2 separate regions of the Mus musculus genome follow, and region 1 is linked to region 2. A link is a contact called in public Hi-C data. All regions are on one chromosome and are shown on one strand. Each heading gives the region's core, a stretch centred on a gene start, on an enhancer-like site or on the middle of the called end of the contact. The rest is flanking DNA. Distances are from core to core; before and after follow the strand shown.

Evidence for each region. A called contact is a pair of places that touch in the nucleus more often than the background predicts.
Region 1: a Hi-C map of liver shows a contact between it and region 2, with 3 times the contacts expected there. The contact joins two enhancer-like sites. A contact is called at or near these places in 1 of 39 promoter capture datasets (liver), 2 of 15 datasets of contacts at CTCF or cohesin (CD8 T cells and pro-B cells), 9 of 484 Hi-C or Micro-C datasets (adipose-derived mesenchymal stem cells, bone marrow-derived macrophages, liver and 1 more) and 12 of 115 datasets of contacts at active chromatin or transcription factors (cardiomyocytes, differentiating embryonic stem cells, embryonic basal ganglia and 5 more).

What each region holds. Positions count from the first base shown.
Region 1 is chr6:37,776,575-37,781,746 of GRCm38.p6, forward strand. No RefSeq gene overlaps it. Among named protein-coding and RNA genes, the nearest start is that of Gm38791, 65 kb to the left of the region's middle. Within about 2 kb of position 3,432, at least 6 of the 459 cell types and tissues checked have an H3K27ac peak or open chromatin away from gene starts, as enhancers often do. A contact at or near this core is called in liver, where this site is marked.
Region 2 is chr6:37,588,900-37,593,880 of GRCm38.p6, forward strand. No RefSeq gene overlaps it. Among named protein-coding and RNA genes, the nearest start is that of Gm33429, 60 kb to the left of the region's middle. Within about 2 kb of position 3,667, at least 120 of the 459 cell types and tissues checked have an H3K27ac peak or open chromatin away from gene starts, as enhancers often do. A contact at or near this core is called in liver, where this site is marked.

The DNA of each region.
Region 1 (5,172 bases), core at 2,182-4,681, 190 kb after region 2:
AAATTTTAGTATTTAATATAAATTTAAAATTGCTTGATTTAGACTACTTGTGTGTCTATGTGTGTTGGGGGAATTCACACATGTGGAGGTCAGAGGACAATGTACAGAAAATCCAGTTGCTTCCTTGCACTGTGTGGGTTCTGAGGATCGAATTCAGGTCACCAGGCTTGGTACCAAGTGCCTTTAACCACTGAGCCATCTTGCAGGCCCAAATATTTATATTTTCAAAATTCATTAAAATCTCTTAAAAGGCACATAAAATGTGACTTAAAAACTACCTCTGGAAGGATACTAAAATTTTTTTATTTTTCATTGCATCTTCCTGCCCTGTATGAGTTTCATAACATTAAGTTGTTGATAACAAAAAGACCCAAATTACTGTTAAGTCTCTAGTTCCTCTGAGCCTGTGCCGCAGGCCCTCTGGTCCCCTGTGCCTGCATAGGAAAGAGTCTCTAGAGTAGATGGGCAGAGAATAGGATGTAGTGACAATCAGTCAAACACACAAGAGAGGTGTTGAATCTGAATGTAATGTTCCAGCCGAGCATCAGGCTTTTATAATACAGAATAAATTGCAGAACAAGGCACATTGAATTTTTCCAGGTGCAAAAGGAGTGACTTCAAAAGGAACCAGATAAATGTATGACACTAGAGATTAGCACAGATGCAAGGGGAGTGACTACAAAGGGAGTTTGTAGGGACCAGATAAATGTTTACATTAGAGATTAGCACTTTCTGCCAGGCAAGAGTTTTACACTTAGAGTTAATTGCCTCAGGGTAGTTAACTCTTGACACGCCTCAAGAATAATGTAGTGTCACTGACCCCAAAATTCTCTAGGCCTCGTTAATTCTTATCTATATCTGAAGACAATCCATTTTCAGTATAGTATACAAATTTGCTCTTGGCATGGAATGTAGTCTATAATACGAATTTCTATCTCGGTGAGAATATTAGACTCTATTTTCAGACACTGAATTAATGGCTAGTGCTTTATTAGTTACTGAATGGGTTAAGCTCCTTGCTGCTATCTGGAATCTAAGAACACTGGGAAAAGGCTTTAGCTATGTTAGAATACAATCTTAAAAGGCATTTACTATAAGGTGATGCTTAATAGAGTGCACGTGAATCTATACACTAGATTAATGTGGTGGAAATTTTATTATAATGGGTTAGGGAAAGAGATGCCATAACTCTGGGAGGAAAATTTCCCTGGACTCTTATCCTCGTGAAACAGCTTCCAGGCTTTTCGCCTGACAAACCGATCCAAACTGGAGAGTTGGCTTTCGCCAGAATATCCAGGAGGAGAGTCCTAGAAATTCATTTCTCATGAGCAGCTTTTTGGCATTTCTGCCTCACAAGCTGACTCCACCAGAGTGCCCTGACATGCCTGGAGTTAAAGATGTTGTCGGCCCTGGGTAGGTGCTGGAAACAAAGCCCTCAGATCTTCTTAAGAGAACTGAGTGCAATAACTGCTAAGTTATCTCTCCAGCCCCAGAAGATGCTTTTTCAATGGACAAAGGACTTAAATGAGGAATTTAAGAAATAGAAACAGACCAAAACTGTAGGAAAAGTCTTTTCAAAGGAAACAGCCAAGAATATAGCTAGTCAAATATATTTGCTATACTTACCATTTCTGAGTTTGGGACAGATTCAAACATTGACAGTGATGTGTAATTTGATGAAGCTTAATACTGTTCCAGCTGTTCCTGCAAAGCCTTGGTCCAGAGCTCATTCTCTTACAACCTTCCCAGTACCAAACCTGCTGAATGCACACTTCTGGGAACTTGTATCCAACTTAAGGGCTCAGAAGATAGATATGGGTGTTTTCTCTATAGTTTTCTTGTCACTCGGTCTCCTAACCCCACTGGCAGTGACAGGGATCAAACCCAGAACCTTGTGCATACTCAGGCCTTCCTGCCTTTTCCGGTGGTTTATTTTTTCCAGGTAGGCTTATCTGTAGAACAAGTCAATACAGAAAATTTTTCTAGATACTGCTTCTAATTACGTAAGAGTCTGAAAATCACTGAAGGAAGACCCTAGACTCAGATAGTATGCAAAGACAAAAGGTGTTTATTCTGCAGAAACAACCAGTATGCAGGGGTCAACCATTCTCCGAAATGGTGACCCACCCCAGGAAAGGCATGCAGGCCTTCTTATAGGGAACCGGGAGAGCTCTCTAAAAGGATTGGGTAATCTAAAATTTCATTGGTAGGTGCTAAGGGGTCATAGGTGGTCAGTGGTTTGCACTCCTATGTCATAAACATTTAACCATAGGATGAGATAGGGCTGCCCAGCACAGGTGGCCCATTCTGAAATAAGATATTTCCCCATTTTTGTGGTTATCCCTAGGCTGTTCATTGGAAGAGGGTTTTGTGATTTTGTTCTGGATTTTATGGTCTGTTCTTGGAGCTGGTGCCTTACAGTCTTCCCCACCCCCACCCCCCACCCCACCCCCCAAAAAAACAGGACTGGTCCTTAAATGGAGTCAAATGGGGTCCTTTCAACTACCATACCAGTCCATTTCCTTAAGAAGTTTTCTGTTGCTATGACAAAATAACTGAGCCTAGTTACTATTTAAAAATAACAAAGAAATCCGGGCATGGTGGCGCAAGCCTTTAATCCCAGCACTCTGGAGGCAGAGGCAGGCAGATTTCTGAGTTCAAGGCCAGCCTGGTCTACAAAGTGAGTTCCAGGACAGCCAAGGCTACACAGAGAAACCCTGTCTCAAAAAAAAAAAAAACAAAACAAAACAAAACAAAAACAAAAAATAAAATAACAAAGAAATTTATTTTTTCCAAGTCCTGGAGTATGGAAGTCCGAAAACAAGGTACCAGTAGATTGGTCGGAAGAGTTGCTCTCTACAAGACCCCACCATTTCTCTTCATCCTGCACAAGGAGGGACTGCTGTGATCTTGTTAGAGTAATCTCACAACCCTTGTCTTCTTGAAGGGAATTGAACCCAGAGGCGCAGACAGCTTAAGCAGAAGATTATTTAATTCAAAAACTCTAAGGAGAGGTCAGAGTGGGCAATACCAAAGGCTAGTAGCAGCTGGTGGGTTCTGCCTTGTGGGTTTTAAAGATCTTATGAATACTTATGAAGTGGGTAACGTCTTTTGGAGATAAGATAACCCTTTTTCTCCCAACTCACAGTAGAGAGCTCTTCATTTTAGGATATTTCTTCCCATGATGTTCTGGTAAAACCCACAAAGCAGGCTGGGGGCAGGTAGCAAAGTCACAATGTGAAGGATGTTATAAAGAAGTCAAGGTTCTCTGAGGACTCAGACTCTTCCATAATGACTGCTTGGGAAAATACCCTGGAGACTTCATTTTTTATGTAGTGAGGACCTATCTGCTGCCTCAAGGACACTGAGCCACAGAGTGGTACTCTGTCCTTCAGAAGATAAAGATATGACAGGGCTGAGGTTCTCCTGGTGGCCTCACATCTCACTCCTTTGTGGAATGTTCAAGGTTCTAAAGATTAGGCTCAGGGCCACCTGTTAAAACAAAACTAAACTAAACAAAACCAGCAAAAATTGAAGCTTGATTACCCCAAAAGTTGAGGTCAAGGTTCAAAAGTCTGTTAAGAAGGGCTGGAGAGATAGCTCATAGTTTAGAGCACACACTGCTCTCCCAGATCCCTCTCCCTCTCCCTCCCCTCTTACTCACCCCCCTAATAATCTGTCAAGCTGCATACCTAGGAGCAAGATTTAGGCTGTGTGTAAGACTCCCTTCTTCTAGACCCACTGCTCATGTCTAGCTTTTAACTGGAAGATTGCAAAAGAGCAAAGGGGGCCAAAAGCAGCTTCAGGTCTTTCATTAGAATATCAGTCCCAATCCTTGGCAGCAGTCATATCTTAATTCCTTGACAAATAATAGATCTGCTGAGTGTGGTGCCTTAATTTTGTAGGTTTTTTTTTTTTTTTGAAGACATGTACCCCAGGCTATACTCAAACCCACTATGTAGCCTAAGATGACTCTGCACTCCTAACTGTTCTACAGCAACCTCCCAAGTATTGGGATTTCAGGTGGAAACCATCACTCTTTCTCCTAATACTTTCACACTGGCCACCCCTAATACTGAGTTTACCCTTTCTCTTTATCCATTCTGTTCTATGAAAGCCAGCCTCTGTGTTTCTAGTTTGGGGTCTCTTGGCTCAAAAGAACAAGAAATGAAATACCTTTTAACCTAAAAGTGCCGTAGTCTCACTGGATGCTCCAAATCATAAACCCTGTCTGTAGCCCCCCACCTCTGCACTGACCCTGCTGCTACCATCATGGCAACCTCCCTAAATTAAATCTAACAGACCCTTTCAGTCCCACCTTTCTGTCCATCACTAACCACTCCATCTTTGCTGAAATGTTCTTCCGTTTTGGTTTCTGCTCAGCCTGTCGGCCTTTCCAAGATTCCATCTCAGCAAGATGATGGACAACTCAGAAAGTTTACAAACCCCCAGTCTAGACCAAATACAGCTAGCATTGATCTAGCATATTCTTTTACTTATTTTTTTAAATTAAAATTATACTTATTATAAGTGTCATAGTTTAAATATGCTTGGTCCAGGGAGTGGCACTATTTGGGGTGGGGCCTTGTTGGCATAGGTGTGACCTTGTTGGAGTAGGTGTGCCACTGTGGATATGGGTTTTAAGACCCTCATCATAGCTTCCTGGAAAGCTGTCTTCCACTAGAAGCCTTCAGATGAAGATGTAAAACTCTCAGCTCCTCCAACACCATGTCTACCTGAACACTGCCATGCTCCCACCATGATGATAACAGACTGAATCTCTGAATCTGTAAGCCAGCCCCATTAAAATGTTGTTCCTTTAAGAGTTGCCTTGGTCCATGGTGTCTGTTCACAGCAGTAAAACCCTAACTAAGACAATGGGGTAGATACATGGATATCACAGTGCATATGTAGAGGTAAGACATCTTTATGGAGTTGATTCTCTCCTTCCACCTTCATGTGGATTCCAGAATCCCTCTCAGGTCTGTACAGCAAACAGGCTAATCACTAAGCCAGCTGATCTGCCTAGCAAAATCTTTTCAAATTGCAAATTGTTTTCATGCACTAGTTACCAATATTTTTTCCAGGTATAGGGTTCATATGTATTGTCAGCATTAAAAAAATAATAATAATAATTATAGAAAAAAACAGAGAAGCAGAGAGGGAGGGTTC
Region 2 (4,981 bases), core at 2,417-4,916:
GGCCTCCACGGGCAATGGATATGCACACGGTACACATACAAACACAGGCAAAATACTCAAAGACATAAAATAAAAAAATATTTTTAAAAAAACCTCTTCTTCTTTAAAAAAAAATAGTCCTGTGGGTGCTATTTGTCTTATAGTGTGTTTAGAAGGTTGGAAAGACTGGAGATGCAGCTCAGTGGCAGGATGCATGGCACCGTGTGAGAGGCCCTCGATTCCATCCTTTGCACTGGAGGGGATGTAGGGGAGAAGTAAAGGAAGGGGGAAAGAAAAGAGGATGCTGTAAAAAAAATTATGAGTTACTAGATGTCTATACTCTATAAGAATTGTCACCAATACCTTGAGTTGTTGATGTTGCAGTAGCCTATGATCTATAAGATTTGGAATAGCAATTTTATTCTGAAAGGTAGACAGTTTGCTTTTCTTATTTTTCATTATTATATATTTTCTGTGCTAGGGAATGAAGTCAGAGCCTCCCACATGCTAGGTATACAACTCTGCCACTAAGGCTGACCTTGGAAAATAAATATCCATATGGTAATGTTTCCATGAGTTAATTAAATCAGAAAGTACTGGTGGGGTGGGATCTGGGAGGAAGAGAGCAAGAGAGAGGGAGGGGAGGGAGGACACACATACAGGAGGGAGGGGAGGGAGGACACACATACAGGAGGAAAGAGTGAGGAGCACACCCTTGTAATTTCTTCCCCCAGTCGAATCCCTAATTTGAATCATAATGCTGTAAGCCCCCTCGGTTTTCTAGGGACAGGCCTAACAATAGAGCAGTTCTACCGCTGAAGAAACACCTCCACAGCCATGGTCCTAGGCCCAAGCCAGGCCACTCCAGAGTTGCACTTCCAGGCTGAGAACACCAGGTGGCATATGACGGCTGAATCAGAGCTTTGGTAACTATGGCAACCAGCCACCATTCCAGCTCTGCAGCTGCCATCTTTTATCCAAAGCAGTGCTTTGTGCACACTGTTTTTTTTTTTCCCCCTCCTCCTCCTCCTCCTCCTCCTCCTTCTTCTTCTTCTTTGAAATGGTTATACTGTCTACTTCTCATCCTTCATGTTGTCAGGATCCCTATTTCCACCGGGGAGATTCAGGTGCCAAAGGTAGATAAATACCCTGGGTCTGTTGTGTCAACTTGATTTCTTGTGCATTATTCATTGTGTCTGCCTAAAGTCTCTGGACACTGGTACTGGAGAGGGCCATACCTTTTCCCACTGCTGATTTTCTCCAGGAGAAAAGCCTTTCTGGGAGGGGACTAAATGGTGGAATATGTGAATTTTCTCTTCATCAAAGTTGAGAACAAATATAAAGATGTGAATGCCCAGCTCAGGGCCTGAGATGACTGGAGGTTCAGTGACACTGAAAACTGCCTGCGGAAAGTGTGTAGGAAAACATCATGGATCTATAGAACAAAGATGGCTCTTCACAGCAATCTTCCAAATAAATAGTATTCAACATATGCAGCAATATTTTTTGGTGTCTGCCATGAGAATAACAAACCAAGTATTTATAAATCATAAACTAGCCTTTTCCTTTCATGCTACTCAAAAGCTCTGAGATTTTGTAAGTTAATTGCAAGCCATTGCCCGTGGTGATTGGCAGTATATCACAAGCCTGGCTGCCAAAAGCACTCTTTGCTATTGAGAAGAAAATGGAAATGAATATTCTCCAAACTGCTCCCTTAAATTCCCTAACAGGCTTTGGGTTTGAGCTGCAACTCAGCACATCTCCTTAATCAGGTTTTTTTCCCCCCTCAATGTCTGTTAGCTCGGCCATATTGTAAGTGAGCATTGCTTTGATTAAGGATTCTACTTGAGATCAAAATTATAAATTAAAACAAAGAATCAAACTATGATTTGGAGGTCCCCTGAAAAACTAAGACTTCACCATGTATGTGCAGTATAATGATTATCATAAGGATGAAACTGAGACCACCCACTTGGAAAAATAGGCTGAAAAGGAAAAAATTACACTATTAGCAGCTGTAAGAAAATGAGTAGATTTCTCGTCTCTCTGCTTTCTGAAGCTTTCACCGTTTTAGTGAGAATGTATTACTGTCAGAAACACGGAAGTATGAAAGTACTTGTCACGTGTTTATCTATGAGGGCAAGTTCATTCTTTCCCACATGTCAGGTTACAGATGTAAGCCCTAGAGCATCTTGTTTCAAGTCATGAGCTTTCTGATCTGAACTGTTTTAATTCATGACGATTGCTAACTAGGTTGTCAAACGCTTACAAAAGGAAAGAGTAGAAAGAAAATCTTTTGCAAAGAAATCTGTAAATAAGAGATTCCTGATGAAACTGTTCTTATCTGGGATCCTTGAGGAATGCTAGCATTACATAAGCATGTGGGAAGAGAGAAATGTCACACATGATATGATGCAAAACTCAATTTCCTATTACTCCATTAAAAAAAAATCTAGTAGGAGGACCATGGTATATTTGTATATAATTCATTGACAAAGCTGATTTAATAATCATGTGTTTTTCACACATGTTAGTATTTTATAAGTCCTACCCCCGACCCCTAGTTCCGGCCCTGATCCACCCTGTCCCAGCCCCAGCACCAGGTCCCACCCCTGTCCCAGCCCCAGGCCCCTTCACCTTGCTTTAATCTTCTGCATAAGCAGAAAAGGAGGAAGGAGAGGAAGGGAAGAAGAAATTGAGTTTGGTAATCCTCGACCAGGATGCCAGCCGTTCTGAGGCGATATTATCAGTCGCATTATCGGTTCTAGAAAAAGCATGCTCAGTAACATGAAAACATGCTCAAATTATATAAGCATGTGCAAATTGTTATGATACTGAGCAAGATCGTGGATAGATATATCCAGTGATTCACAAGCAAAACCTCCGTTGTTTCTCAATTTGGGGAATGATATTCTCCAAAATGTTTATTTGTTTCCAGTCTTTTTTGCTCCATTGTTGCTTTTAATAACATTTTTAGGCCAGCAATTTACTTAAAGAGAAGAAAGAACTGAGTGCACAGAACTGTCCTCTGACCTAAGGACATAAATGTGTCTACTGAAGTATTTTATCATGAGTATAACGACAACCCCAGTACACAAATTCCTTCATTTGCTCGTGGCAGTTTCTTAGAGTTTTTCTCTTCTCTTTCTCCACTCTAACTGGAGGAACACCACTATTTCCATCATCGCTGACCAGAAGGCTCCTCATCTGACTTTAAAAGTCTGAAAGACTGAGTGTTGGAAAAGAATAATCTCAATGTTGCAGGAAGGATCACATGAATAGTGAGGAAGTAACTCCAAGGCGATTTCCTTTTGCAAAGAGAGTGCATCACATCCCGAACAGGGCCAGCACGGGAGCCTGATGGTCATCCCTAGAGAAAGGCGGCAGCGACAGTTGGTTATTTCTCTTCGATTGGGCGGTCAACCTCGCAGACTAGTTCTGATTGGCTAATTTGGAAAGCTGCAGGAAGGAAGCAAAGGAAAGAAGAGAGGGACGGGCTACTGTCCAATCCATCCGTTCCAGGGATTTAGCAGGTCTTGTGCATAAACAAAAGTTTTACCAGGTAGAGTTTGAATCCCTTCACACATACATTTTTACAAGGTAAGAGAGGTTTTGTAGAATACTGGTGCTTGGCAGGCTAGCTGCCTTTGATGGGGGAAGGGAGGATTTCTCAAGAGCAAAGGTCAGGGGAGGCCACTAGGGGAGCCCAAGTCTATCTTTGTTTTAGCTCGGGCACTGTGAATAACAAACGCCCTCTTCTCAAAAGGAGGCAGAATATGGGAAAAGATCCTTCTCAAGTCTGATTTCTCATAATCTCCGAAAGGAAAGCCTTCTACATCCTGCTTGCTAAGCCTCCCATAAGGAAAAATTACTATTCATTTGCCTACGCTCACACATTCACACAGTTTCCTCTGGATTCTAATCTTCTCGTAATGGAGAACAAAGGTCTTCACAGTACTACTAGGCTTTGCCCTCTAGTTCAGGTTTAGAAACCGCTGGGCTCTCTTGCCTCTGGGCGAGCCTGTCTACTGCATTTCACAGAGGAGGAAGAAACGAAAAGCAGAGGAAAGACTGTATAGCCCTAAGCTTTTTTTCTTCACTTCTGTACGATCTGCCTAGGAATCCCCAAAGCAAGTAGAAGATAAATAAGCCCTGGTCTATTCTTCCTTTGTTTGAGATTTAACTCTCAAGGAGATTTCCTTCAAGGATTGGATTTGAGGAGGCCTTTTCACTTTGTATAGATGATTTGAGCAGATCATTTGCATCTATAAAGGGACGGAGGAAACCCTGAATGGTGGCCACTTCTATAGAAGAAACAGTGAAGGAGCTTCGTGAATTTATTCTACCCTGCGCATGGGAAAAGCACAGAGTAGAGTTTTCAGGGCCCAAATATCATCCCTAAATAGCTATAGCTCTCTTTGCAATCGCTTCACGTCACCAGTTTCAAAGCTACAATCCCCGGAAAACAAAAATTCCAGATAGTCTTAGTCATATTCTCTCTCTCTCTCTCTCTCTCTCTCTCTCTCTCTCTCTTCGTGTGTGTGTGTGTGTGTGTGTGTGTGTGTGTGTGTGTGTGATCCAGTATTAAATACAATATTAACCCAGTGTAACCAGCAAGTCAAGAAAAATGATAACTACAAACTGAAAACCTTGGAGCCTCTTCTATCAACAGATTTCTTTCACAAATCAGATACTGCTCAAGCTATATGTTCTCATTTGTTCTCAGTTAAGTGATGCTCCCCTTATTAAAGCCAAGTAGACTTTCCTAAGAGAAATAACAAAATAAAATGCAGAGCAACTGAACAACAACAACAAAAAAAAATGATTACAATTAAGGAGATAATAAAGAGGAAAAGAAGAGCAGACATAAATCACAACAAATGGAACAGAGGCAAGATCCAAGTTATAATACCATACAGGTCTATTTATGATTTATATATCATGGGCTAGGAGGATTTTTTTTTTTCACTGTGGAGGAGGGGCTGTGAACAAAGAGTGCTCA